Linked DNA regions of Mus musculus: all the other regions are linked to region 1. Evidence: chromatin contacts called from public HiCAR-type, HiChIP or PLAC-seq and promoter capture Hi-C data. All regions are on one chromosome and are shown on one strand. The core of a region is the stretch at or near the end of the contact, and the rest is flanking DNA. Distances in the headings are between cores, read along the strand shown. Region 1 overlaps Rap1gap2 (RAP1 GTPase activating protein 2). Region 2 holds the start of 4732414G09Rik (RIKEN cDNA 4732414G09 gene). Region 3 holds the start of Haspin (histone H3 associated protein kinase). Region 4 holds the start of Aspa (aspartoacylase).

The links. Promoter capture Hi-C pulls out the DNA fragments that hold promoters and counts their contacts. HiCAR-type assays count read pairs that join an accessible place to other places. HiChIP or PLAC-seq counts read pairs in DNA pulled down with a chosen protein or histone mark.
Region 2: an H3K27ac HiChIP or PLAC-seq map of stem cell-derived neural progenitor cells shows a contact between it and region 1, with 10 times the contacts expected there. The contact joins the promoter of 4732414G09Rik here to the enhancer-like site in region 1. A contact is called at or near these places in 5 of 39 promoter capture datasets (cranial neural crest, frontonasal cranial neural crest, liver and 2 more), 4 of 115 datasets of contacts at active chromatin or transcription factors (embryonic forebrain, embryonic limb bud, embryonic midbrain and 1 more) and 1 of 9 other capture datasets (liver).
Region 3: a promoter capture Hi-C map of the C10 cell line shows a contact between it and region 1, with 17 times the contacts expected there. The contact joins the promoter of Haspin here to the enhancer-like site in region 1. A contact is called at or near these places in 12 of 39 promoter capture datasets (the 3T3-L1 cell line, the C10 cell line, cranial neural crest and 7 more), 4 of 115 datasets of contacts at active chromatin or transcription factors (the 230-238 cell line, large pre-B cells, pro-B cells and 1 more) and 1 of 9 other capture datasets (macrophages).
Region 4: a HiCAR-type map of astrocytes shows a contact between it and region 1, with 8 times the contacts expected there. The contact joins the promoter of Aspa here to the enhancer-like site in region 1. A contact is called at or near these places in 7 of 39 promoter capture datasets (the 3T3-L1 cell line, the SN4741 cell line, cranial neural crest and 3 more), 5 of 115 datasets of contacts at active chromatin or transcription factors (astrocytes, embryonic stem cells, kidney and 1 more) and 2 of 9 other capture datasets (adipose tissue and embryonic stem cells).

Annotation. Positions count from the first base shown.
Region 1 is chr11:74,407,101-74,412,652 of GRCm38.p6, forward strand. Rap1gap2 (RAP1 GTPase activating protein 2) reads right to left here. Exons shown (of 25, transcript NM_001015046.3): 14 at 5,197-5,352; 15 at 788-859; 16 at 211-297. Among named protein-coding and RNA genes, the nearest start is that of Olfr412, 45 kb to the left of the region's middle. Within about 2 kb of position 2,456, at least 133 of the 459 cell types and tissues checked have an H3K27ac peak or open chromatin away from gene starts, as enhancers often do. A contact at or near this core is called in adipose tissue, astrocytes, embryonic forebrain and 2 more, where this site is marked.
Region 2 is chr11:73,015,431-73,020,982 of GRCm38.p6, forward strand. 4732414G09Rik (RIKEN cDNA 4732414G09 gene) reads right to left here and starts at 3,411. Exons shown (of 3, transcript NR_152202.1): 1 at 3,227-3,411; 2 at 1,018-1,083; 3 at 426-619. It overlaps Camkk1 (calcium/calmodulin-dependent protein kinase kinase 1, alpha), which reads left to right and starts at 3,558. Exons shown (of 16, transcript NM_018883.3): 1 at 3,558-3,697.
Region 3 is chr11:73,135,854-73,141,405 of GRCm38.p6, forward strand. It overlaps Haspin (histone H3 associated protein kinase), which reads right to left and starts at 2,441. Exons shown (of 1, transcript NM_010353.2): 1 at 1-2,441. The coding sequence starts at 2,408. The coding sequence ends at 144. It overlaps Itgae (integrin alpha E, epithelial-associated), which reads left to right. Exons shown (of 31, transcript NM_008399.3): 27 at 2,602-2,658; 28 at 2,914-3,009; 29 at 4,814-4,909.
Region 4 is chr11:73,322,599-73,328,150 of GRCm38.p6, forward strand. It overlaps Aspa (aspartoacylase), which reads right to left and starts at 2,039. Exons shown (of 6, transcript NM_023113.5): 1 at 1,657-2,039. The coding sequence starts at 1,889. It also overlaps a transcript of Spata22 not described here.

The DNA of each region.
Region 1 (5,552 bases), core at 1,206-3,705:
AGAAGTGATATCTCACTTATCCTTGGTAACAGAGCAAGACCTGGACATACTACATGTTCAAAAAAAAAAACCTGATGATTGGCAGGTAAGTCCTAGAATCTAGATGAGTTCCTACCAAGGGAAAAAAAAATGTTCCCAAAGCAACAGAGAGCTGAGGGCTTAGGATGAAGCAAACAAGCCCAGAGGAGACTTTCCGTGTGGCCCTCTCACCTCCAGCTTGGCGAACTTGTCCGACTTGCAGCAAGCATTCTCTGCGTTCGTGAGCTTGGTGAGCAGAAACTCCCGGAATTCTGCGCCCTGAAACAGGTGAAAGAGGTTCAGAACTCTCCTGGCCTCTGCTGTCAATCAAACGCCTCCAACCACAGTGACAAAAAGGCAGGAGAACCCCTGCGTTAGCCCTCTCATATCCGGTCATTTCCAGCCAAGGCCAGGCCTGCCTGCTAATGTACCAACTTGAAAGCCAGCTTCCCCAGCGCTGGGAAACCCACCCTCCATAGGGCACCTTGGTCACTGGAGGCAATGCTTGAGGCTGGCTCCTGGGTCTAGAGCACAGTATAAAAGTCCTTCTAAAAACAGGAGGACAACCCTGGCATCAAACTCCCAACAAGGGCCACATTGACCTCAAAGGGTGAGGTGGGAGATATCCAGAAAGGAGATACCCCCAAAGCTATAACAGGATCTCCCCACAATGTTCCCAGTCTACATTCAAGCCCATTCCAACTACTGACACATGGGTACAGAGATCTGGGGTCTGGGATGGGACAAGTATAAAAGAAAAGGTTCTTACCTTCTGGAAAACAGGCGGGCTTGGCAGAGGGGGACCAAAGGCAGGCACATCTTCCCTAGCAGTGACTGATACCTGAATGAAACAATTTCATGTGGACTAAGACAGACTAGGAGTCCCACACCTTACAGAAGACCAACATACCCCTTCCCTCCTTCCCAGAACACAGAACGTCTATGTGAGCATCACCCACGAGCCCCATACGATGCTCCTCTAGTGGGTTGGATGGGATGGAATCCGGCATCCTTCCCTCTGCCTTCCTAAGGGCCAGAAGCAAGTTGGCCAGATGATGCCCTGGGCTGGGGAACCACTGAGACCCTAAGTACAGACAGTGCAGGTGGTGGCCAGGAGGTTTGCCTCCCTACCCCATTACAGCATCCATCCCAGAGAAAGCAACTGAGAACTACTGCTCATTTTACTGATGAGGAAACAGATGGCTAAGACATGGAACAAGCACCCTAAAACCAGAGAAAGGGGCACAGAGAATCCAGACTGCTCCAACCCAACTCTGACTCCCCATTAACCTAGCCATAAATCAAACTCAGAGTGTTTAAAAGGTAACTACTGGACCACAGAAATGGCTCCACAGATTAAAAAAACAAAAACCTGACACACAAGCTTGGTAAGTCCCTAGATTGTCTCTTCTCTCAGTACTTGTGTGTCTGTGTCCCCCCTCCCAACATAACAAGTACACATGTGCACATGCACGCTCATGCACACACATACACATACATACACACACACGCCACCAGTAGCAAAATCAACAACAAATAATTTTTTTAAAGAAACAAGTAAATACTGGTTGCAAGGAAAGCTTGGGGCTCTGCAAGTTGACACAGGCAGTGACCCAGGTCTGAAGCCTGGCTCTACATGTGGAGCCAGTCATTCTGGCTGAGGCTTGGGCACAGAGATACCAAGGGCATTGACTGGGAAAGAGGATGGGGGACATCCAGGCTCTGGCCAGATGCTGAGGCTGGACTGTAAGACCATCCAGAGACTCCAGCACAAGGGTGGTCCTGCAGCAGGTGGCTTCCACTCCTCACCTCCTCTCTTGTGCAAGTACCTAGGTTTCACCTGCTGTTAGCCCCTGAGGCTACAGGGCTCTTGGGAGGCTGCCCTATCCCTTCACTAGCAGTGGCTGACGTGAAGGCCCTGGCAGGCTGCCAACCACTCTGTCCTGTGAAGTAGGGCAGATGCAAGAGTCTGCCAGACTGGGTGAGCAGGCAGCTTGGGGCCCTGCCAGGTCCAGCGGGGAGAAGCAGAGCTTTGGTCAATGGGGCCTTCTTCTTACAAGCTCAAGGCCATTTACATGGCCCAAACTGAGGTACTCAGAGTCTCAAGAAATGGTTTTGTGTTCACTGACAAGATTTCTGGCTGAGCCCCAGCTGCTAGACACAGCCCACCCCCACCCCCAGCCACCAACCATGCACTGGTGGCCCAAGTCTAGTGCACATGTGTACTTGTTATGTTGGGAAGGGGGACACAGACACACAGGTATTGAGGACAGAGACAATCTGGGGACTTATCAAGCTTGTGTGTCAGGTTTTTGGTTTTTGTTTTGTTTTGTTCCATCTCAGAAGAAGAATCTGGCTGCCCACTCTGGGTATCTGGGACATGTGGGACAAAGCACAGATGCCTGCAGGCCCAGCTGTTTCCCTAGCCCGGCCCCTCCTCCTCAGGCCTGCATTAAAGTAGTCTATTCTGACAGGGTAAGGGTCTTAGGAATGCCTTTAAATCCACAGGGCAGCAGGGCAGGGCCCAAGACCTTTCTGGTAATGTCCATCCACGTCCCATCCGTATCCTAGCTCCTCCTCTGACCTCGGTCTCCCCCTCCTCTCGGCTTACAACCAGATGCCCAGGGGAGCTTAGAGAGGGAAGGCTAGAGACCCAACAAAACCCCCATGTCCAGGGATGGCCTGCCACCCAGAAGACTGGCAGGGCTGCTCAGAGGGAGTCAGGATAGGCAAGGGAAGGCCCTCCCCAGCTGCCTGTTTCACAGCCAAGTCTTGAAACCTTGGCAGAACTCCAGGAGTGAGGTGGACTGGCCCCTGCAGGGAGGGATGGGGGAATCCTATTGATTGCTGAGCTGGAATCTCTTTCCAACCTGGAGTGAATGGGAATGAGATAGCCCTACCTGAGAAGTGATTCAATTCCAGCCACACTTCACACACACCCACGGGGCCGGTTTCTCACATGCCCCAGAGGCTCCTGGGAAGACTTCCAGCTCCCGGCTCCCTGGCTCTGCGGCCTCAGCTCTAAGTGCCCTCAGCATCAATCAGCTTCAATCTCTTCCCTATGAGCAGACTAATGGGCCTTGTTAGACTTCAAGAAGACTATCCGAGGGGCTAGAAAGACGGCTCTGTGGCTAAAGGCACTTGCCACCAAACCTAACAACCTGGGTTCAATCCCTAGGAGCCACATAGTGGAAGGAGAGAACTGACTCCTGCAAGTTGGCCTCTGATTTCCATATGCACACGCATGCACACACACACACACACACACACACACACACACACACACAAATGTAGAAGACGAAGAAGACTGCTGTAATGCAAAGCCTGGCCCAGAGCAGAAGCCACCATCAATCACTCAGGTTTTTTGTCTTTACTTTCCCTGTCGACCTACATGTACAAAAGGTCACCTTCATCACAGAGTTCCCCAAACCATCCGGCAGCCCATACCCCATCCTGCCTGTCTCTGCTCCCATAAGTAGCCATGGCTAGAAGGACCCTGAGGCTTTAAAATCCAGATTTCCTGTTTTGCAAAGATAGAAACAAAGGCCCAGAGAGGGAAGGAACTGACTTGCAGTCACACATCAACAAAGAGACAGAAGCAGAGACCCCAGGCTGCTCGGTCATTCTGTCTTCTGGGGTCCCTCCCGCCTTTACTCTCCTTTTTCATTGTTGGCCCTCCTACTTCAGGGTTCAGCTAAGGCCCAGTGTCAGCCAGGGGGCCCTGAGGGAGCTAACCCAGTTCTCCTCACAGTTTATGCATCACCCATAGTGCCTGGGGGGGAGGGGTGCTCTGGGGAGCACCTTAGAAGACACGGGCATCTTTCCAAATTCAAACCCGCCTCAGTAGTGGGAAGGGGTCTTAAGATGCTGGTACCCAGTGTTCTGTGATGCAGGGGACCCTGTGGGAACTGAACTCTGATCTCTCTTCCCAGGAAACAAACAAACAAACAAAAAACAAACAGAAACCAGCACTTGGTTTTACTCACAAGATCTCTGTGGGCTTGGAGACTACCTAGCCCTACCCTAAAATCCCCAGCTCAGCCTATCTCCTATGAGTCCTAGGCCCCTCAAACCAATGGACTACAGAGATGTGCTGCCCTGGGGGGTTATGAGAAAGAAGGGAGGTGAAGAAGCAGCCAGTGAAGAGGACAAAGGAGTGTGTCCTATTTCTGTCTGATGCTGAGGGCTGGGAGCCGAAACAGTCTACTATATCCCATACACCTCCTCCTGTTACAGCAGGTGACCCTTTTCTTTCTCTTTCTCTCTTTCTTTCTCTCTCTCTCTCTCTTTCTTTCTTTCTCTTTTTTAAATAGCGTGTGCTAATTATACATATTAATGGAGTTTAATGTACTATTTACACACTTGCATGCAGCATACCTGACTAAAATCGAACTTCCTTTAATCTCTCTCATCTCCCACGCCCTCCACATCCTCTTTTTATTTATTTATTTTTAACAGGGTCTCAACTATGTAGGCCAGGCTAGCTTGAAACTCCTGACTCCCCTGCCCCCGCCCTCACATCTGCCAGGATTTGGGGATTACAGGCATGTGTCACCAGCAGTGACCAGGATAACATTTTTAGCTTTCATCTTAGAAAGAAAGAAAAGTCCCCGGTCATGAGTCTCACCCAGGTCTTGCATTCTCACCAAAATCTTCCAATTAAATTTGTTTATTTGTCCACACCATCCTGATGCAGAGACCAGGGTCTGTGAGGCCTCTCTAGCCTTCATCTTCTCTTGTCTTCCTCTCCCCTTTCTCTGCACCTCTCCTTCTCCTCCTCCCCTCCTCCTCCCTTCCTCCCACCTTCTTCTCCCCTCCTCCCCCTTCTACTTCTTCCCTCCTCCTCCCCTCCTGATTTTATCCTCCTCCTCCCGTCCTCTTCCCTTTCCCCCTCCTCCTCCCCTCTTCCTCCTTTGGCTTACTCTAGCTAATGCTATCACAGTGGCCAGTGCTCAGGGCTTCTTCACTGTTGTATGAGAAGCTGAAAAGCTACCAGCAGCAGATGGAGACCTCAGAGGGCACTCTCCACCCAGAGCCAGGCTCCAAATCCCAGAAGCTGGGCCAACCATGGGGACTGCAATACTGGTAATGAACTGGTGTCTCTTGCTGTCACTGAGCCCTCCAACCCTAGGAATGTACATGGGCCCATGACTACCCCAATGGAGGCTTTTTCCTTACCTTGTAGGATGGGGTCTCTGTGCCGGGGTTATCAGCCTGAACGACAATGTAGGCATGTAAGAAGTTTGATGCGATCATATCTGGGACAAACGGTGTATTTTCTTCTTGAAAGATGATGGCCACGATATCATTCCCAATATGCCGCTTTCTCTGCAGCTAAACAGAAAGTGCCTCATTGGTACAGAAAATACCTCCTAGTTACGAGAGTTAACAAAACAGGAGAGAGCTCAACAGCAAATTCCTCTTTATCCCACTGTCCATAAACCCTGAATTCTAAGGCTAACTCTTTGGGGAGCTGTTTCTCTCAGTCTGTGGGAATTACCAAAAGGAGAATTGAGAAAGACAGCCATGTTGTT
Region 2 (5,552 bases), core at 2,161-4,660, 1.4 Mb before region 1:
TGAGCACACCAGAAGCAGCCTTGAGGGAGCATGGTTGAGGGAGGGGCTTGTTGTCCCAGGGATCTGGGGACACTTCCACGGACATGAGGCTTGCAGCTGGAGAGTAGAGAAGGCCACATAGGCACACCCTCCAGCCTGGGCTCACCTCCAACCAGGGCTGCTAAGTACCTCCACCCCTGCTCTGTCTAGACCAGTCTGTCCAGCACAACTACTCATAGTGATGGATCTGTACTGTCCAATATGGTGGCCACTTGCCAAGGGTAGCCAGTGAGGGCCTGGAGTCATTTCACTTTTTAGTTTTGTTTCAACAAAACAAAACAAAACAATGCCTTGTTATGTGGCATGATTATGTGGCATGATTTTAAACACATGATCCTCTTGCCTCAGCCTCTCAAATGCTAAGATCACAGATACTCGGCACTATACCCAGTTCTGATTTACTTTTAATTCACTAGAATAGCTGTATGTAGCTATTTTACATGTAGTGGCGGCTAGCAGAGTGGACAGCATGGACCAGTTGTTCTCTCAGACCTTGGCCTTCTGCCAGCTTCCCCAGCCAAGAACCTTCCATCCTCCTCTTTTGTAGTCTCCACAGTCTGTGCCTACTGTTCCTTTCCTCCTGCGTGGAAGGAAAAATAGTACCTCAGGCCAAGGCGGCCTCCTCTCTCTTAGCCTGTGCTCTGCACGTCTTCCTCTCTTGCCTCCTTCTCTGGCTCATGTTGCCCTGTAGAGCAGCCTACTCCCTCCTCGTTGCCACCCTTCCAGAAAGACCAGTTTGCCCTTCTCAGTAACTGGCCTCCACCCCCCATCCCTTCCAGATGCCCTTGCCAAGGTCACCAGCAGAGTCCTTGATGTAAAAGCCACGGGGACACTTGGTCCTGCATCTTGTTTGGCTCCCAGCATTTAACCGTTTTTCAAAGATTCGTTCTAGTGGTACCCCAGTGCAGCCTCTCCTGGTTTCCCGGCAGGCATGGAGTGTAGGGGAAGAAGGCCTCTTACAGCTCTCATATGGCTCACCCTGTGTCTTTGGTAAGTGGCTTCTCTCCAAGGCTCCTCGGTGTGTCTGGGTACTGGTGGCAACCTCTGCTAGGGTTGAGGTAATACATGTGAAGTGCCCAAGGCAGTGCCTGATATACATTGTCTCTGGAACTCACACACACACACACACACACACACACACAGGGTCTTCTTGGTTTCTTGGTGCTATAATCCTTGCTCCTTGGTTGGGCTTTTGGCTGCCTATGATGGAGGTTGCATTTGTTGTTGGTGGTGGTGGTAGGTTTTTTCCCCTTTCTTTCCTTTTTTTGTTTTGTTTTGCTTTGCTTTGTTTCGAGATACGTTTCTCTGTGTAGCCTTGGCTGTTCTGGAACTCGCTCTATAGTCCAGGCTGGCCTTGAACTTGGAGATCTACCTGCGTCTGCCTCTGAGTGTTGGGATTAAAGGGATCCACCACCACTGCCCGGCCCCTTTTCATGTTCTTGCTCTTGCTACCTGGTCTGGTTATGTGACAAAATTCACGTTAGTGGGATGCACAGGGAATGTTCCGTGGCGCTGTCTTTAAAAGAGCTACTGTTGGGGTAGAGAGATGGCTCAGTGGTTGAGAGCACATGCTGTTCTTACAGGGGAGCCAGATTCAGTTCCCAGCACCCACACAGTGGCTCACAACTCTCCGTAAGCACACACAGATGCACATATAGGCATACATGTAGGCAAAACAGTCACCCACATAAAATAAAGAGTTAGCATCGACCCTTCATTATTTTTCTCCATTCCAAAACCTGGAATGCATACGTGATAACTGGAGTTCCAGCCCCTATTCAGAATCACGAGGTCAAAGGCCATCTCCAGGGCTTCCTGGTGCAGGGAGTGGAGAGAGCCACATCTCAAAGGCTTTTGTGGAGCAGAGCCATCATACCAGCCCAGAACTGTTTTTCAAGATTTATATATATGTAAGATTTGTTGTTGTTGTTGCCTAGATCTTAATCTGATCCTCTCAGCCTTGCTTCAGTTGATCTGTTTGAGCCTTTCCATTAGAATTATGACTGGATCCTCAAGGACTCTCAAAACCATCTCTTCAATATTGGGGTATAGCTCAGTAGTAGCATCCTTGCTTAGAATGCAAGAAGCCCTGGATTCAATCTTCAAAACTGGGGGTGGGGGGAGGAGTCTCTGTAGCCCAGCTCTTTCCTGAACTCCAGCCCTATAGATCCAATCCTCCAGTTACTGGACCCAATTATTCATTTCAACAAATACATGCTGGGCATGCATCAGGAGGTCAGGCTGTGCTGGGCGAATTCATCTCGACCCTTGCTCTCAAGAGTTCTTAGTCCAGACAGGACTCAGGTGAAGAGGTGCTGAGATCTGGAAAGCACTGAGAAAGGGCTGCTGGGCATTCCAGGTATCCAGAAGGTCATGGGGAAGGCTTCCTAGCAGCAGAGGCATTGAACTAAGTGCCAAAAGACAAGTGGGGTTTAGGCAGGCAAGTGGTGAGGGGTGAGCTATGGAGGGCTTGAGGGGACTTAGTGGCAAGCAGTGGAAGATCCTAAGAGGCAGCTCTCTGGTGTTCCTAGTGCCTGTTCTGGTTGTCCCAGAAAGGTTAATGGGAAGTGATACTGGATTGGGGTGAGGGGTGGGGCTGCTGCACTAATCAAGTGGAGGTATACTGCATGACCGTGGTGGTCGAGTTCAGGGAGGGGCAGATGGTGGGGAGAGAGAGAGAGAGAGAGAGAGAGAGAGAGAGAGAGAGAGAGAGAGAGAGAGACTTTAGGGATCTTAAGAGGCAACATGGCAGATCCTTGTGCTACACCCGGTTGGGTCAGAAAACCTGCTACACAGGTAACTCCTGGTTTCTAACTCCTGGTTTCTAACTCCTGTTTAAGACAGAGACACAGGTGAGACCAGGTTGGAGATAGCAACATGGGTCTGAGTTTGAGGCAAGCAGTGATGTGGGGCATCTCCAATAGACTAATAATAGCAGGATTGAACCAGGAGTCTGTGAGGGCAGTCCCCAGGCATAACCACAGTCAAGGCCACTTGGTCCTGGAGGGCTCTTTTTCATTCCCTCAGCCCAGCCAGTCACCTCCTGCTCCTCTCCAAACCTGAGTGCCGCCCCACCCCAGCACTCTGACGAATCTCCCTCCTCCTTCCCTCCCCCAACCCCCCCGGAGAACACTCAACTCCAGGCCCTTCTCCCAGGGCCTCTACCTAGCCTCTCCTTGGTACGCACCGGGCCTCATCCCGAAGGAGGGATGCTCTTGCCTCTAGAGACTAGGACACCGGATTGAGGACTCGAAAAAAGCATCGTACGCTTCAGGCCAGGCTGAGGGGCCCACGACGTGGCCTGAGGGACATCGGGTTCCCCGAGCCTGCTTGTCTGCGGGCGCCGGGGGCGTGACGCGTCGGGGCCCATCCGCAGGGCCCCTCCCGAGCCACCTCCTCCCGATCCCGTCGAGACCCGCCCCCTCTACCCCTGGGCGGGAGGACCGGACTCTGATTGGACATCTCTGCGGGGCGCTGCGCGGCACAGCCAATGATCGTGGGCCGGCGCGGCGGCGGGCGGGGGGAGCGAGCGCAGCCTGGAGCTGCGGCGCCAGCGGGTTGAGCCGGGCGATCCTAGCCCGGCAAGGCGGGCAGGGCGGGGCGCGCACAGCGGGAGCGAGCCTGGTGCCCACCGCAGAGACTGTCGCCAGGTGCCTAGGTAGGGGTCAGCAGCCGGGACTTGGAGTTGGAAACTGGGGTGCGGACGGCTGAGCCGCCCTGTGCAGCCAACGGGCTGTAGAAGGGTGGTCTACAAGGCCGGGTCTACGTGGGCAGCCGGAATCTGGTGTGCAGAGATTCCCGCTGTGTCTGCAGGGCCAGGTCCTCGGGATGGTTCCCTGAGCCCGCATCTGTCTAAGCCAGCTATGCGGGTGCCCGACCACCTGCGTTTCTTCCGCAGCTGCTGTCTGTGGGACTGCATAGAAGCCCCGCGCGCGCGGTGCCTTGGGCCCGGCTCTGGGTGGAGGCCGTGTCTATTCGGAGTGGGCCTGGACGGGTGCACCCACGTGTGGATCTCAGCAGAGCGCTTCTCCCACAGCCCTCCCGTGAGTCTTCCGTGGAGAGCTGGGGGCGGGGTGATGAATGGGACGGATGCAGCGAGCGACTTCAGCTGCTGCGCAGTCGTCCCCTGACTGAGTGAGGGTGGCGGAGGCGGCGCTGTGGTTTCTGGGTCTGGTGGGTACAGGATTGGTGCTCCGAGGGTGCACACGTGCGCGGGGAGCTGTGTGTGGTGTTTGGAGGCGGGTGTGCGTGCGTCACGTGGACACAAGAGTGTGCCTGTGTACCTGAGGGGTGCGTTTCAGGATGGAGTGGTGTGTGAGCACCGGTCACGAGGACAAGGATTACATCTGTCAGGGAAGGGGTGTGTGTCTGTCTTGAGGGTGTTACAGAGTGAGCAGAGCTAGCTGTCACATGCCTTGGGTCCCAGGACTGTGTCCCAGTGAGCTCCTCTCTTTGTCTTGGCCAGGTTCAGGGTGTGAGAGAAGCGCACAGCTGTGTCCTTGAAAATCCCAGGGAAAAGGAAGAGGCTGGGTCTTCTGCGCATCTCTACCTCTTCCATCCAACATACGCTGTGGGTCAGACTGTTCTAGACCCTACTACCTGCTCCTTGGTCCCCCACGCCCAGTCCTCAGACCAGGACTGGGGCTTATTTTAAACCTTATCCAAGTGAATTGCTTCCCTGCTTAAAGACTCCTTTGGTGTTAGAGGCCTCTGGTTTCTGTTCACAAACCCTAAACCAAGCCTGTTGGGAAGCACTCTATTGCTATCACGTTGGGAAGGGATCTCTTTTAGACACAGGGTGAACTCCCATTTCTCCCTTGGGAATCCTGCTTAGTGGTCACAATGTCGCCTCCGCCAGGAAAACACCCCCGAGGCCAGTGTAAGTGGACCTTAGCTTCTCTCCTGATGCACACCTCCACTAAGGAACTTTCCACTGCAGCCACATCTGCTGTGCTGGTCTTCATACAGAGCAAGCACTGTCCCACCTCATGGCACTTGCACCTATGGGCCAGTCCCTCTGGCTCCAGTTGCTGTTCTCCAAGTGTCTACACTGTGTACCGCCTTTCTCCTTCCAAAGCTGCTTAGAGCTTGCATTGTGTACAAACCCTCTCTGCGCTACATCAATTGTGTCCCTAGCATCTTGCTCCTGCCCTGTCTTGTTGTAGTAGCTGTCTTCCCAGGGCATCCCACAGCACCTATCATGTATTTATTGCTAGCATTCTTATTTGTTGCTTCATGACTCTACTGGAAAGCAAATGGTGAGAGTGGGGACTTTGTCTTTGGGGGTCTACTGGTTTACCTCCTCGTTCTTATATTGCAGATACCCAGTGAATCGTTGTAGCAGGGATGCATGACTCTGGATTTGCATACCAGGAGTCAGTGTGTCTATCTACTCCCCAGATCCACACTAGAGGCAAACTCCGAACATATTAGAAATCCTCCTGTTAGCAACTGGTGTGGAGGGAGGGGTGATATATTAATCTGGGGTAGGGAGACCTCTGGAAGTAGTGAGA
Region 3 (5,552 bases), core at 1,191-3,690, 1.3 Mb before region 1:
TTTGAAAAACACAGTTCTCTTTTAAGAAGCTGACAGGAACTCTTAAGGATGTGCTTTCACCTCCATCTGGCTCTAGTGGCAGAGATTAGTACCAGAGGCCTAAAAGTGTACTTAAAGAGGCTCTGAAAGTCTAAGTTCCTGGCTTACCTAAATAGACTGTGTTGGCAGAGCAGGTCCGTGGCAGAGCTGAAACTCAGTACAGTCCTGTGGAAATGTTGCAGGTTTTTCCTTATTTGCTTCATGGCTGCGCTCTGGCATTTAGTCTTAAATTTCATCTTATTCAGAATCTTGTCTGTGAGGTAATGCAGCCACAGCACATTATTGTAAGGGTGATACTCACCCCAGCAGTTTTTGTTCTCCTTCCTCATGAGCCTGTAGATCTCAAACTGGTAGTCACCCTCACCTGTAAATAGGTCCTCTTCAGCGGAGATATCACAGAAAACCACAATCCCATCCCGCTCCAAGCGGGACAGGGTGTAGTCAATGATGTTGACCTGTAGCCCATGGGTGGGAATGGTGCTCGTTTTCCCATTGAGGGTGTAGCGGAGTTCTTTGAGGTTGGTTTTCTTTAAGAGCACATTTCCCCAGTGTAAGTCCCGGTGCTCAAAGTGCAGGGATGCTTCTGCCACAGCCAGAGATGCAGTGATCTGGTGGAGAATGCTCTTTGCAGTCGCCACAGAGGACAGCTTGGTTTTCATTCGCTCCAAGTCAACCCCACCAAACTCAAATTCCAGGATAATAAAGAGCTGGTCTTCCTGGAAAAAGTCAGGCCGGTCATTGGCAGATCTTTTGGTTGTGTTATAGTGATCCCAGGCTTTCAGCAGCAAGGGAGGGTAAAGCCCTTGAACACAGTGTACTGAGTTCAGCCCAATAAAGCCTTCTGTGCGGTTGTAGGCCTCACTAGACAAGAGACTCAGCTCTTTGGAGATAATGATCTCCGGCAGGATTTCCTCAAAGGTTTTCTGGTGGGACCCATTGACTAAATCTAACCCTTCAATAGCAATGATTTTTAGGGCTACAGGTGCTTGGTCGTTAATTATCTGAAACACTTCTCCAAACACTCCTTCCCCAATCTTCTCACACCGTTCCAGTTTTTCCGTGGAAAGGCAATCACTAAAGGGGATGGGCCCTTCCTGATTACACTCCCCATAAACCTTTTCAGCATAAGATGGCCTTTGGTCTGTGACATGCAGGGTCTTTAAGGGACTTAGCAAATACACAGAAGAGCATCGAGAAGAAACAGTAAGGTGTGCTCTGTTCTTGATAGGAGGGGTCGAACATTCAGACAGGAGGGACCTGGAGGAAGAACTGGCAACAGAACTGCATACCTCTATCACACTGGTTATAATTTTCTTCTTGTGGAAACCGAAGGAGGCTCTGGTTTTGGTCCAAGAATCCCTCTGGCTAGTATTCAAGTTCCATAAGGAGACTGACGCTTTCCTTTTCTTCTTAGATTGGTGGTAGTGGCGGGGAGGGGTTCCCGTTGCTTCTTGCTGTTTCCTCTTCCGGAGTGGCCCAGTTCTCTTAGGCCTGCTGATTTCCCCTGGTACACGAAGGTCTTTGCAAGCACTGGACTCCTCATAGTCTCTCTGGTCGACTCCTTGGGACACAACCTTTTTACACGCGGCCTTTCTCTTTCCCGGGCTTGTCAGATCAGGGTCCGTTAGTCTGTTTCCCATCTGCTGTCTTCTTTCACAACACGATTCCTTCACATTCTCCCCATCTGTCCCAAACTTGTTCTCTTCTGTGGCCCCTGAGTTCACAAGGCTAAAGAGAGATGACCTGAAGCTGGCTTCGGCTCGGAGGGCCCTCCCGGTGTACCTGTCACCGGTTGCTGCCACCTGGGGGCAGGGCACAGACGGTTCACTTAGGGAGGCTGCCGGCAAGTGGAAGCTCCCGGGGACTGCAGAGTCAGCATACAAAGGGTCGGGGGCTCCGGGCGAGGCCGGAGAGCTGAAGAGGGAGGCACTGGTGCCCAGCTCGTTGCTGTCCCTGGACTGGATGCACACACTGTGGTCCGACCCGAGGCAGCCCGGGCTGCAGTTGGGGAAAGGTGGCGGTCGCAGCCGGCTGCACGGGGTGCTGCACTTCTGCGGGAGCCGAGGTCGCAGCCTTTGGACTCTTGGAGTGTTTGTCAGGGTCCGCTGGTTCCGGGAGCCGCTGCCCCGAGGACGCCTCCGCCGCTGGCCCACGAGGCTGCCGGGGAAGTCGGGGTCGTCCGGGTCGTCGGAAGCGACAGCCGGCGACTCGTTACTGTCGCTGAGGCTGCTGCTGAAGGCGCGCTTCAGGTTCGGCGGCTGGAACCATTGCTCAGCCAGCCCGCCAGGCTGCCGCTGCGACCCCCGGACGCCCCTCGCCGCGTACGTTCGAAAGAGCCGGGTACCCGACCGCGGGTGAGCCTGTGCCATAGCGAGCGCCCGCCCGGCGTTTCAAACAGAAACACCGCGAGACTGCGGCGAGCGCGCGAGCGCCCGTCGGCCCGCTGGGTCCTAGCGCCGGCCCTCGGCTGCGCAGCCTGCCTGACCTCCCGGAAGCCGGCAGGGGGCAGATGCCTAGCGGGACTTGGAGCTCAGGGTGGCTCAGCAAAGGCTCTCTTTTCAGGACCACACTGAGTGCACCCAGAGTCAAGAGCCTGCGTGTGGAAGCGATCCTGTGCAGGTGAGCGAAGTCGTCTCAAGAGCCCGAGAGAGGGATGTGGAGAGCCTCTTGAGAGGGTGACTGCTTCTGCAGTGTTCTTTCTGAGACTTTCAGCCTCTCTGGTCCTGTTTGCCAGGATAACTGACACTTGGCTTGGGCGAAGGGGACTTGCTCAAATGTCTGCTCTGGGACCTTGGATGCCCTATCTTAGATATTCAGATTTTCAATCCTAAAACACGAAAAGGGAGTAAGCAGACTCACCTTTTGCTTTTGCAGCATGTAAAAGAATGGCATTCAGTGGTCTGTGCTATCACATCTAATAAAGAAAATGTAACCGTGGCCGCAGAGATCTCCGTGGGCCACACTAAGCAGGTACTTGAGACTGAGAGACTGCAGATTGGGTCGTCCAATCCTAGAGGACCTATCCTCTAAGAAAGGATAATAGCATCTGAAAGGTGCCGTTCAAAATAGATCATTTGATTGGCCTGTCTCAAACAGCTCTTAGCAAGTTACTTAGTAGGGATTTTAATCTTTTTCCATACTAAGACATGTTGGAATGACCTGTGATTACCTCTTTGTTTCATCCCCAAGTGTATCCCAGCAGCAAACCCTGCCATCCCACCTTCAGAATACATATGAAATCACTTCTCTCTGTCTCTATTGATGTGGCTGTAATTTAGGTCACCGTCTCTGGCCTGTTGCATAACCTTGGACATGCCCTCTTTGTCTTGGCTTCCCCCCTAACCAGTACAAATAGTTCTTCAAGAGCTGGAGGGCCAGGCGTGGTGGCACACACCTTTAATCCCAGCACTCAGGAGGCAGAGGCAGGCGGATTTCTGAGTTCAAGGCCAGCCTGGTCTTCAAAGTGAGTTCCAGGATAGCCAGGGCTATTACAGAGAAACCCTGTCTCGAAAAAAACCAAAAAAAAAAAAAAAAAAAAGAGCTGGAGAGGTGGCTCAGCAGTTCAGAGCATGCGCTCTTACAGAGGATATGTTGCTTCGGCTCCTAGCACTCAAGTTGGGCAGCTCACAACTACTTGGGACTCCAGCTGTTGGAGGATCTAACTTCCTCTCTTGGTCTCCATGCATATGTGCACATACATGCACACTTATTTTTTCTAAATTGTATACAAGAAGTACGCTGTAGCTATCTTCAGACACACCAGAAGAAGGCATCGGATCCCATTACAGATGGTTGTGAGCCACCATGTGGTTGCTGGGAATTGAACTCAGGACCACTGGAAGTGCAGTCAGTGTTCTTATTTGCTGAGACCTCTCTCCAGCCGCGCGCCCCCCCCCTCCCCGTGCACAATATTTTTTAAAACACGAAATAATTCATTTAGCATTAGGATCCTCCTTTAAAACTTTGGACCAAAGCCGGACATGGTGGCGCATGTCTTTAATCCCAGCACTCGAGAGGCAGAGGCAGGCGGATTTCTGAGTTCGAGGCCAGCCTGGTCTACAAAGTGAGTGCCAGGACAGCCAGGGCTATACAGAGAAACCCTGTCTCGAAAAAAAAAAAAAAAAAAAAAAAAAAACTTTGGACCAGAAACTCCAAATGAACAGAAGCAGTGGACTTTAGAGTTGGATACATTTAGCTTAAAACCCATACTTCTTTCTTGGTGTGCAAAGAATTACATGATCTGGTCTGTATTTAATCCTTCACCCTTTCTCTCCTGTCTCTTTCTTATGTGTTGTTTCTATTTTTTAACTTGCTAATGTTATTGTAGCCAGTGGGCCTTTGTAATGTAGTTACTTCGTATAACATTACTCAAATGTTATTTTCTCTAGAGAGGCCTTACTATGAGGTGGGAACAAATGGTCAAGTTTACCATTGTGTGGAGAGTCCGATGAGAGCAGTGTGGTCTCCTGACCTAGGAGTGGGGCTGAAGGAGAAGGGGTGTGTGAGGCAGGATGTTTTAGGGCTGTCTGGAACTGACTGTGGATGGAGGTTGTGGCATGAGGTCATGTGTAATTGAAGTTGGGGGATGGGGGAGTGGCTACAGACTTGTTGCTTGGATAGCTGGGTGGGTGCTGCAATCACTTATGAAGGCTAAGGGAATATTGGAGAAGGGGTTATTAGAAGGGAAAGATGGTTGGAACTCTCTAGAAACCGTGAGCTCAAGTCTAAGCCATGTTTCATGTTCCCCCACACCCCAACTTTCCCCACCTTATAGTTACTAAGAGATGTATCTGAACTGCCGATCCTTGGTGAAATATCTTTCAACAAATCTCTCTATGAGGGGCTGAATGCAGAGAACCACAGGACGAAGGTAATGCCTGCCTGTTTTCTGATTAGTGTTCTGGGAAAGCCATTGCCACTTCTGACCTTGTCTGCACTACCAACCGCCCTTGTGACCCTGAGCTTCTGCCTCAGTTTCTCTTTTGTGAAATAGGAACCAACAATGGTGTGTACTTAGTTTAAAAATCTATTGATTTTGAAAATAACTTAGAAAAGGGTTAAACTGGGCAGTGGTGGCACAGGCCTTTAATTCCAGCACTTAGGAGGCAGAGGCAGGCAGATTTCTGTGTTCGAGGCCAGCCTGGTCTACAGAGTGAGTTTCAGGATGGCCAGGGCTACACAGAGAAACACTGTCTCGAAAAAAACAAAGAAACCAAAAAAAAAAAAAAAAACAAAAAAAAACAAAAAAGAGTTAAAAATGTTTCCTACTGGAGAAGTTACCTTTGAGTACACAAACTGTCTTCCTAGTATGCAATATTAGTGTCTGTTACAGTGTTGAGCAGAAGAGTGTTCAGTGCCTAATTCTTTTATAGGACTTAGACCAAGCATTAGAAGTGTTGGAGTTCATTTTTCAAAAATGTAAACAAAGCCAAACTGATGCCTATGGTGTGGGCTAAATGTTCTCACGCATGTCACCCTGCGTGTTCATTCTTTTTCTTTTTAAATTTTATTTT
Region 4 (5,552 bases), core at 789-3,288, 1.1 Mb before region 1:
AGAAACAGAGAGTTAGTTCTAGGACAGCAGTTACACACAGTTTCTTTTGAAAAAGCAAACAAACCAAAACAAATCCATGAGGGACATGAAAACTTATCTGAAACCTCTGCAAATGACAAAAAAACCTCTGCACTTTTTTTCCAACTGATTCCATATGTCCGGTGCTGCACTGGCATGCTCATAAAATGTTAGGTTTATTTATGTGGCTGATCTCAGGTAGGGCTTCACAAAGAAAATTTACCACGTGACTTCAACCTTGAATGAAATATACCCTTTAATTTTATAAGCACTTGCTTGTAGTTATGGTGCACTGCTTATTAATTGTACCATCCCCAGCACTATGGTGCTAGTGAAAGGAGGGAGTCAAACCCTGGTGCTCATGTCTTCATTGGGTATTTTACATCGAAGACTGGGAATGACTACTGGATCAGGGACACAGTTTACAAATGACAAACCACAAACTTACACAAACATACTTACATGCATTTTTCTGGAACAAGTGTTGACATCACAATACAATACTCTCAAGTGGGCTAGCTTTGAATTTATTCTGCAGCCAAGGATGGAGGATTGCCTCCTGCCTCAGCTTCCCAAGCAGCTAGAATTGCAGGCTGGGGGCTGTCTGGACAAAATCTTATAGATACAAGAATTTACAAAGGGTTTTATTATTATTATTATTTACTCATGGTTTTTATTATTTCACCCGTTTCTTCTCCTTTCCTCTGCCTATCCCCACTGCTGTGTCTGTCTGTGTACAATACTGCCTGTCCCTGATGCATGTGTCTGTGTTCAGTACCTCATCCAGCCTGTCAGTGTGGCTAAGGAACAGAAGAACCTCTAGGTTGTTCTATACACGATAATGGTTTAGAACAACTTCTCTACTGAGTCTCTCAACCATATTTTTAAAACATAAGTACAGTTCAAGGCCAGCCTGATCTACAGAGTGAGTTCCAGGACAGCCAGGGCTACACAGAGAAACCCTCTAGAAAAAACCAAAAAACAAACAAACACCAAAAACCAAAAAAAAAAAAAAAAGCCCAAACCATAAGTCCATATATTTCTATTATCTAGCTATTTTTTATTAGTTTGTACCAGAGTCTTTACTGCCTGGAAATCATATCTGCAATGAAGAAGGCATATTCCTGGTGCTTACTCACCCTTTCATTCAAAAAGTACTAATCAAAATGTCATAATTTCCTCACTGGACATAGTGAGGAAGACAAACCTACAAGAAAGCATGGTGGTGAGTTTCCCACACAACAGTATGTTTACCGGTATAACGACCAAACAGTCATTTATTATTATTTTTTTGAGAATTTAGATTTTTATTTTTACATGTTGCTCAACACAAATTTACATAGAGGATTATTATATTTGTGTCTTTCAAGTCAGATGAGTCAAAACTACATATATTTCTTATTTTTTGCTGTATACTGGATGGCATAGAGCAAAAAGAAGATTAGAGCGCGTGAGTGCCCAGTTTGTGTAGTTGCATAATTTGTAAAGCAGCATGATTAAAAGTGAAAGTGATCTTATTCACCACAGATGTTCTATGTGTGGATCTGACTACTTACTAGGAGCATTTACACGTTCTCTTTCCCAATGACTAACACTTCTCACCTATATATACCCTCAGAGACTAGAGAACAGTCTTACCTAAGATTTTCAAGGTCAAAAACACGATTCAGGTCACAGTCAATGTATCTGGTGCACTTCTCCACCGCCCTTGGATTGGTAATGAATGGCTTCACGTCCAGCCCTGCTCTGTGAACTTCAGTGCCATTCCTTAGCCAGTGAGTAACTAGAAACACTCCGGTCAGTTCATTTCCATGAGTCCCTCCAAAGATGGCAATCTTCTTAATAGGTTCTTTAGCAACACAAGAGGTCATTTTAACAAATACCAAGATCCTGTCTGATTTCTGCAATTCAGAAGAGAAGAGGTCAAAGGACAGTTAACTTCTGAGAAAAGTTTCCAAGTTTAGATCTAATTGAGAAGTGCAAAATACAGAGCTCTCTTGAGAACTGACTTCACAACTGTTTCTGTCACAACTTCCCAGCCTGTTTATTCTATGGACACTCCCTTCTGTAACCCCTCCCTTGACCATATTTGGATTAAAATATGCAAGGATCAAGGATCGTGATGCAGCTGTTAACTTCTAACTCAGATGGTCAGCAGATCGAAGTACAATTGTGCTAGCATCCCCTGCTATAAAAATCCTGTCTTCTGTTCAGAATGATTATTTATAAAATAATACCACATTAAGCCCAATCCTCCCAAATATAACAATATGGTTTATTCAGTGTTTTTGTTCCCACTGACATTTAAAACATTTCCAAAGTAAGCACTTTTGCTGATCTGAAGGCATTGATGTCTCTGACCTCCTCTTGAACAGCACAGCTCCTTTCTTTGAGCATAGCTGTCCACAGCAGAGGCACAAGAGCCCAGTCATGATAGGGTGGGTGACATAGAGCATGGCAGAAACGCAGCAGGCAAAAATGTTGCTGAGTTCAATCCTGAGGAGAGAACCAACTTCTGAAAGTTGTCCTCTGACTGCCACATATGTGCACCTGTTCTCTCTCTTTCTCTTCTGTCTCTTACACGCAAATAATGAATGAAATAAAAATTATTATTATTATTATTTTTTTTTTTTTGAGACAGGGTTTCTCTGTATAGCCCTGGCTGTCCTGGCACTCACTTTGTAGACCAGGCTGGCCTCGAACTCAGAAATTCACCTGTCTTTGCCTCCCAAGTGCTAGGATTAAAGGCATGTGCCACCATGCCCGGCTAAAAAAATATTTTTAAAAAGTGACTTTGAAACATCTTTAACTTTTGTCTCATGAGGCTTTTGGTAATTCTATGATGTCTTTTTTTTTTAAGTTGTCTAAATACCAAATGAAAAGCAGCTGCCAGTAATATTCAAATCTCTTAAATACCTGAAAATATTTTGCAACATAATATATACAAAAACGACATAGAAGCATATATTACATATATATTACATATATTTTAACCACATTGTATGAGGTATACAGACATGATCTCATTTACTGGCATCAAAGACTTTCTTCTGGAATGTGTTGTCCTAAAGTGGGGGGTCTTACTAGGGGAACTAATCCAGGATAAGGTGATTACATAGCGTTGGAGAAATGACTCTGAACCAAATCTTACTTGATTTCAAGCTCAATCACTCAGAAAGCCAAGAATGTTAAAGTACAGGAAATATTATATATTTTCACACACACACACACACACACACACACACACACACACACACACACACCACATGAAACCATACTAAGTTGTTTCCTAAGGACACAATAAAGCAATCATTTATCATAAGGGTAGGCTTATATGTAATTTTTCCCCACAGATGTCTGCTTACTCTATTTATAAATTCACTTTATGATTTATAAAGGGCAGACATTTATTGCCAAGGATAAAGGAAGGAAGCACTCAGCCCGATTAAGTTTCCACAGTTACATAAAAGAAAGCTAGGCCCAGGAGCCATGTTTCTCATTAAGGCCAGTGTTCACTACAGGACAACAGGGTGACTCTGTTATTTTTGGATTCCTCTGAACTTCTAATTTTGCTCTTTCAGAGCTCACATAAACAGCCAGCACAATGTAGAATCACAAGACACACAAAGCAAATACATGGTGAAAAATTCAAAATGTTTCATAGTATTTAATAAGCCAGTGCCTCAATCCCTTTTGTTTTTAAAAAGATTATAATGTATAAATAAAACAAAGTCAAATATGCTTACACTTCGAAATTACTGCTGTAATCTAAGACAAAGTCCCTGTAGTCTTTGGTTTTCTTTCTGCCTCAGCATGCACTGAACACTTCACAATGATGAAAACAGGCAAATGAAGAGAGAGGACAGTTCTCTTGCTCTCGTGGTTTTACTGAACTCTGGTGAATTATTACCACCCTGCCCTACGTATTTTGTTCCTTTCCTGCTGACCTGTGGTTTGCTCTGTCCTTTGCCCTAGTCTCTCTGGAAACGCTGCTTCAGTAGTTTACTCATGGCAGGCACCAATGACTCGAACTTTGAGGCTTGTTTTATGGAATTTTAACAGGTCAGCATTTTGAAGTACACTTCCACATTTCTCAAGTTTCTGCGATGAGTCCACGTGAGTAACTCCCTGGGAAGTTAATGACCAGCCGCAGCTCGCATACGTACCTTGTTACTGTGTACAGTTTGTCTCCTGCAGGAAGCTTTACTTGAAAACGAAAGCTTTTGCTTAGAACTGGGGCAACAGAGGCGGTCACGCTCTTATACCAAGTTAACTTCCAAGAGTTTTAACTCCCGGTTTCCCAAAGCACCAACTCTCTTTCCCAAAGCACCTGGCAAAGTCTTTCTACTCTTAGTTCATTTTTTGAGAGTTCAAAGAATTGATAACATATTGAATAAAATCATTCCTAGTTATCATCTATTGATTAAAACACTTTTAAAAAAGTGTTACTTTGAGGGTTTTATTTGTTATTGTTTTGACAGGGTCTTGCCGCATAGCTTAAGCTGGCTTCAAGCTTCTTATGTAGCTCAGACTGGCCTTGAACCTCCTGTAAGCCTCCTGAGTTTTGAGATTATTATTTTTTTTTTAAATGTGATCATGTAGTTTAAAACAAAGGCATAGTAAAGTTTGACTTCACAGAATGGCTATCCAATGAGTCAATGCCAGAAATTTTGTTGGAGGTATTAAGCTGAGGCTGTTTCTGAAACAGCATGTCAGGAGATATTCTAGTTTGCTTTCTGTTGCTGTGATAGAGTAGCACTCTGGCCAAAAGCAACTTAATCCATCCTTGTGGGAAGTGAGGACAGGAATTTATGCGGGAACATGCACAGCCCATGGAGAAAGACCCGCTAATTCACTTTCTGCCTCTGCTCAGCTAGCGTTCTTATGTAGCCCAGATCCACCCATCTAGGGAGGGTTGGTACCATTCACAGTGGGCTGGGACCTCCCACATCAATACATTTATTCTCAGACATGGCTACAGGCCAATTGGATCTGGGCAGTTCCTCAACTGAGGCTCCCTCAGACGATTCTCAGCTGTGTCAGGCTGACAGCTAAAAGTAGCTAGGACAGATGATAAAAAGGATTCCCTGTTCTTATAGATAATGTGGAGTCAGGCAATCATTACAGCTCTAACTCTATCCTTTCTCTGTGGCTCTATTGCTGTCATCCATCTTGAGCGACAGTCTGGGTGGAGATGAACGATAACCAGAACAGAGCCAGGTAAAGTATATGAGTTCATAGACTTCTAGCAAAGATTCCATATGGCGCATGTCTACATTCTTTACAGACGCAGTACAGGTTATCCCTCTCACTCGAGTTAAAGTTGTGATACTCTGTATTTCTTTTCTTTTCTTCTTTGTTTCTTTTTCTTTTTGGTGCTAGGGATATAATCAAGGGTTTCAATTTTTTTTTTTTTTTTTTTTTTTTTTTTTTTTTTTTTTTGGTTTTTCGAGACAGGGTTTCTCTGTATAGCCCTGGTTGTCCTGGAACTCACTCTGTAGACCAGGCTGGCCTCGAGCTCAGAAATCCGCCTG